Linked DNA regions of Sus scrofa: region 2 is linked to region 1. A link is a contact called in public Hi-C data. All regions are on one chromosome and are shown on one strand. The core of a region is the stretch at or near the end of the contact, and the rest is flanking DNA. Distances in the headings are between cores, read along the strand shown. Region 1 has its middle 150 kb from the start of ANAPC1. Region 2 overlaps LOC106509733 (a long non-coding RNA gene).

Region 1 (3,003 bases), core at 333-2,832:
GGCAGTCAGCTCCAGCCACCCCATTACTGCCTTCCTCTGCCCTTAGCCTCAGCCTCCATCTCCCCATCTGGAAAACTGGACATGCTGCTGCCACATGGCTGTGTGGTAAATAAAGAAGGAGAGGAAGTCCTCAAAAAGCAAACTGTACACTATTAATCAAGGTGATTACTGGAACAACCTTCCAAAAGTTATAAGCTTCCATTTGATAAAAAGCCATTATCGATGAACAACCCATTATATATCAGCCAGCAAATGTCTTAAACCTTTCAATGCTCAATGAATGATGGGATTTTGGTTTTTAATAATAAAACTGGAATTCTCCTGCACTTGAATGAGTCGTACCTGCCTCTGGGCAGCGTGGCCGTTGGCTGACTTGCAGAAACAGCAGAAATCTGGGCAGAGCCTTCACTTGGAAATCCGAGCCCTTCTGAAGTCCAAACCCCAGTCGAGCTCTTATGAAGTCCAAACCCCAGTTTAACCAGAGGGTGGCACTTACTGTGAAGGGACTTATCCCTGACCAGGCAGGGGGTGACAGAGAGGCCCTGGTGGCCTAGCAGTTAAGGATTCAGCATTGTTACTGCAGTGGCTCAGGTTCAGTCTGTGGCCTGGGAACTTCTGCATACTATGGGCGTGGCAAAAAAATAAAAAATAAAAATAGAACTGTTGCATAATTCAGCCATCCCACTTGTGAGTACATACCCAAAAGAACTGAAAGGGGGTCTCAAAGACATATTTGTCCACCCTTGTTCATAGCAGCATTACTCACAATACCAAAAGGTGGAAGCAATCCAAGTATCCAACAACAGAGGAATGGATAAACAAAATGTTGGCTATACATACAATGGAATATCATTTACCCTTAAAGGGAAGGAAATTCTGACACCTGCTACAACATGGGTGAACCTTGAGGATGTTATGCTCAGTGAAACAAGCCAGATACACAAAGGAAAACTACTATGTGATTCCACTTATATGAGGTATTTAGAGTAATCAAATTCATAGGGATAGAAAGTGGTGTGATGATTTGCAGGGAAAGGGCAATGAGGAGTTAGCGGGTTTTTTGGGTTTGGTTTTGTCTTTTTAGGGCTGCACCCATGACATATGAAGATTCCCAGGCTAGGGGTCGAATCGGAGCTGTAGCTGCCAACCTATACCACAGCCATAGCAACACAGGATCCAAGCCACGTCTGCGACCTACACCACAGCTCACAGAAACGGAAGTTAGTGTTTAATGGACATAGTGTTTCCATCTTACAAGAGGAAAACTTATGGAGATGGATGGTGGTGATGGCCACACCATATGAATGTATTAAATACCACTGAATATACACCTAAAATGGCTAAGATGTAAATTTTATGTTGTATATTTTGCCACAATTTTTTAACTTGCCACAGATGTTAAAAGCACCCAATCCTTACTGCCCCATCTCTGACTAGATCACACTTTGTTTTGCTGTGATGTGTCTGCTCTTCAGCTCCACATCCATCTGGTGCCAATTTTATTAATGGCAGAGTGAGATCAGATCAACTTTCCTCCAGGGAAAGAACAAACCCAAGAAACAGGCAACTTGCCAGGACAAAAGAATAGGAAAATAAGCCACCATTGGTTCAGAAGGTGCTGGCTCGGCCCTGTAGCCGGGACCTTCTGAAATCTACCATTTGGGGGAAGGGGGAGGGGGTAGGATGGAAGGAGAACCAGGTTACAATCCAAAAAATGTATGATCACTGTCCTTCCGGGTTCTAAATGTTTCTTTCGATGAGTCACAAAGGTTAGCTGAGAGGCTCTTAAATTAAAAACCCACAGGGTTTTCCTTTTATAGACTGTCCTCAGGAGACCTCTCACTGCATGTTCCCTCTGTCCTCAGCCCCAACTGGCAGCTGCTCTAAGCATGCATGTTTACAGAAATACCAGTAGTTATTGCATGTTCCCTTCCATGTGATTAAGCATTGCCATAAAGCCTGGGCTGGATTAGAAATAGATCTTTCCCTTCTGAGAAAGGCTGAGTGGGGCAAAGCCGGCAGCCATGGTGTGTGTCTTGTGCCACCTACTGGCCACTCATGGGATCACATAGAAAACGCCCAAAGGGTGGACAGGGCTTGGCATATTATGGTGGTCTGTCCTAAAGAGAAAGAAGAGAAAACACAGTCTGATCTCACTGCTGCTCATGGCATTTCAGCATTTGGGTTTTGTTTTTGGGGTTTTTTTTTTTTTTTTTTTTTGCTGCCCCCATGGCATGTGGAGGGTGGAGGTTCCCAGGCCAGGAATCAAACCCACACCACAGCAGCAACCTGAGCCACTGCAAAGGCAATGCCAGATCCTTGATCCACTGCACCACCACCAGAAAACTCCCGTCTCACCATATTTAAAAGCATGTCTTACTCCAAAGGAGAGCAGCCTCCTGTCTACTGTGAGGCTGGGTAGCATTGCCTCCTCATCACATGATTGATTTGACAAGAGCAGGGAGCTTAATGTATGGTCAGCCTGCAAGGGCAGCTGGGAGTGAAATCCAGATTTTGAGAGAGAATCAATTACTTGTTTTAGGTCTCCTTATCCTCAGATTTTTCTTGGAGGCCACAGCCTGCCTGCTGCAAAGATTAAAAATAACACCCCCATTAAAAAAATGAAAAAATAATAATACCCACATATCTCTATTTAGCACTTTTGTCTTTCTAAGCTCTCTGGTAGCTGTTTTCCTGTCATATCTCTGTTGCTAACCCTGAAACAGAGGGTTTGGGCTGTTTCCCCCAAAGTCTGAAGCAGAATCGGGACAGAAATTCCATGTGCTGACACCCTTGTCATATACACCCTTGGGACTGAGCCACCTGAAAGAAAGAAGCTGGGATTCAAAGGAAGTTGGAAGCTGGGACTAATAAAAAGTTCTTGTGAATGGTCCCCATCCTGATAATTTCCTTTCTCTTTGACTTTAAAACAAATCTGGGAGCTCAGCATGTTAAGAACCCAACATAGTGTCCAAAAGGATGTAGTTTTGATCCCTGGCCTTG
Region 2 (2,700 bases), core at 15-2,514, 210 kb before region 1:
TGCAGTCTGTGCCAAAGAGGGCAGCACAGGGTCAATGTCACTGAACCCCTCACTTCACGATGAATCTTTAAGGAACTGTGCAGAGAAGGAAGAGCTTGAACCTAAGTGGTTACACCCATACAGTTGGAAGGGCTCTGGCATGAAAGAAGCTGGGGCTCATGTCATAATTCAGCAGTTTAGGGGACCAAATAATGGCTCAGTGGATGCTAATGAATGTGTTAAATTATGGCCACACGTGCGCAAGGACATCATCTGTGCCCCAATGGGCTTGTGCCTGGCTGAGAGCTGCAGGGCCAGTGCCTGGCTTAGCCTCTTCCTCCCACTCAGCTCCTCTCCCCACTGCTTGTATGTTTCTTGTCAGTGATGGCTGGACACCACTGACTGCTTCTCTCAAAAAAGTCAAAAGGGTCAGGCATTCCCATTGTGGCTCAGCAGGTTAAAAACTTGACTGATACCTATGAGGATGCAGGTTTGAGACCTGGCCTTGATCAGTGGGTTATAAGCATCCAGCGTTGCAGCAATTGGCAGTGTAGGTCACAGACATGGCTGTGTGGCTGTGGCTGTGGCTGTGATGTTGGCCTGCAGCTGCAGCTCTGATTTCAACCCCTCGTCTGGAAACTTCCATATGCTGCAGGTTGGGCCCTAAGGGAAAAAAAAAAAAAAAAGTTAAAACACTCTTGGGGAATTTGTAGAAGGACAGAGAAAGGAGCCACGCCTGAGGTTTCCTTAGGCCAATCTGGTTAGTCCCTGAAGAGGTTTTACACAAACAAAACTAAGGATGCCTATCCCCAAGTTCATCATCAGATTCCATAAGCAAAGAATTGGCTGTGTGCTTCTCAGCTGAGGCCCCACCCCTCCAAAAAGCTGCAGATGTCAGGCACCCATCCCCCCGATCAAGACCCTCACTCCGCACCCTTGAGGCCCTGAGAGTCACTTGGGGTTTTATCCCCCAGAGATGGGGACACTGAGGCTTGCGCTTGTGGCCACTAGTAGTAGAGGCTTGGGACCCCCATCTGCCCAGCCCACAGCCCCTGGCTAAGGGGTTCTCCACCTGATAGGGCCACCCACCCTCTGGGGACCAGCTGAGGGGGCACACACTGTCCAACCCACCACCTGCACCCCAGAGCCACATCCCTCTTCGTGGTGATGGCCTGACTGTCAAAACCGCCCAGATTAGGAAAACAAGCTCTAAGTCTGTGCCGTCCAACAGAGTAACCACGAGCCACATTTGGCTTTGTGCACTTACATTTAAATTCACTGAAATGAAAAAAAAAATTTTTTTAATTTGGACCCTGAGTCACTAGCCATGTGTGGGTGTGGCTCCCTGTTGGACAATGTGGTTGGAGGGCTAAGGATGCCACAGAAGACACTGTGTGACTTCCACAGGTCCCTCCTGCCCCCCAGGCATGTTCTGCTTTTTCTGGTATCACAGCTCTTTCTGGCCCCTCAGGCCCAGACAGAGGTGCAGGTTAGAAGAGGCCCAGCAGCCGGCAGCAGGCAGGACAGGGCATAGAGGGGCCCCACTGGACACTGCTGAGGGCAGCTGCAGAGGCTGGGCACTCACACCAAGGCCGCAGGAAGAGTGGCACATCTCTAGTAGGAAGCCGTGGTCAGGGGACTGACCCCTGGCTCATGTGGATGACAATGGGCTGGAGCAGGGCCCTAAGGAGCTTTGGGGCCTTGCCTCTGCCAAGTTTCCAGAGCTGAAGCAGCAGTGGTGGTGGCCACCTGAGGCAGTGGCCTCCCTGGTTTTCTGGCACCATGTCACCCCTGAGATTGTTTGATGACACCAGAACCAACAAGGATCCCTAATAATGACTGCACTTGAATTCCCCAGCTGCTGGGCTGAGGGGCCAAAGCAGAGACAGGGTGAGCCTGGAACAGATTTCATATAATTTAGAGATTTAGGGAATAAAGGAGTGTTCTAGTTTTGATACCTTAGCTTTGTAGACCGAAACCCATGCCCACTGAACAAATCAATTGAGCAAGTAGAGCCATTACAGGAGGAGGAGGAGAGGAGAGTAGCTGCATCCACTCTGAGAGTCCTTCTCTGAAAACCTACACCATCATCTCCAAACCTGACTGGAGGCTCACCAGCAACACACAATAGGCCAGACCTGCCTGCCATCCTCAGAGGCACTGCTGTGGGTCACCCACAGTCCAGGAGATCAGCCACAGTCCAGGGGAGTAGCCACAGTCCAAGGGATCAGCCAGAGACCAGAGGATCACCCACAGTCCAGGGCAGGAGGTCACCATGCCGAGGCCCTCCCAGGGTCTACTTGGGCATCGTATACATGAGAGACAAGGCCTGGGGCCCATAATACTCTTAAAATGTTTTAGTTTATTTTCAAATTAAAAGAAGAAGCTGAGTATATTGAAAATAAATATATACTAATAAACCCAGTCTGGGTATCATGCATCTTTGTACCAAGACAGTCACTGTATGTTTTGTGGGGGGGTAGTTTTTGTCCTCAGGAAGGGGCCATGAGAACAGAACACATGAGGTTCATGAAGTTACTCTGCAGCCCTGAGCCTCTGACTGCTAAACCTGAAACACAAAAGGCAGCTCCATGCAGAAGGGACTCTGACATCCTGACAAACCCTCTTAGTTGAGCTACAGATTGAATTTCAGCAGTGATTTCTCCCACCTCCCTCTATCATGCAGGTAAACTCACTCCAAATATAGTCACATCCCCAGGC

Evidence for each region. A called contact is a pair of places that touch in the nucleus more often than the background predicts.
Region 2: a Hi-C map of retroperitoneal adipose tissue shows a contact between it and region 1, with 2.2 times the contacts expected there. The contact joins two enhancer-like sites. A contact is called at or near these places in 12 of 47 Hi-C or Micro-C datasets (alveolar macrophages, embryonic fibroblasts, fetal skeletal muscle and 8 more) and 1 of 2 datasets of contacts at active chromatin or transcription factors (skeletal muscle).

Annotation. Positions count from the first base shown.
Region 1 is chr3:44,627,835-44,630,837 of Sscrofa11.1, reverse strand. No RefSeq gene overlaps it. Among named protein-coding and RNA genes, the nearest start is that of ANAPC1, 150 kb to the right of the region's middle. Within about 2 kb of position 1,582, at least 30 of the 83 cell types and tissues checked have an H3K27ac peak or open chromatin away from gene starts, as enhancers often do. A contact at or near this core is called in retroperitoneal adipose tissue, where this site is marked.
Region 2 is chr3:44,834,420-44,837,119 of Sscrofa11.1, reverse strand. All of the region lies in intron 1 of LOC106509733 (a long non-coding RNA gene), which reads right to left. Among named protein-coding and RNA genes, the nearest start is that of ANAPC1, 350 kb to the right of the region's middle. Within about 2 kb of position 1,264, at least 5 of the 83 cell types and tissues checked have an H3K27ac peak or open chromatin away from gene starts, as enhancers often do. A contact at or near this core is called in retroperitoneal adipose tissue, where this site is marked.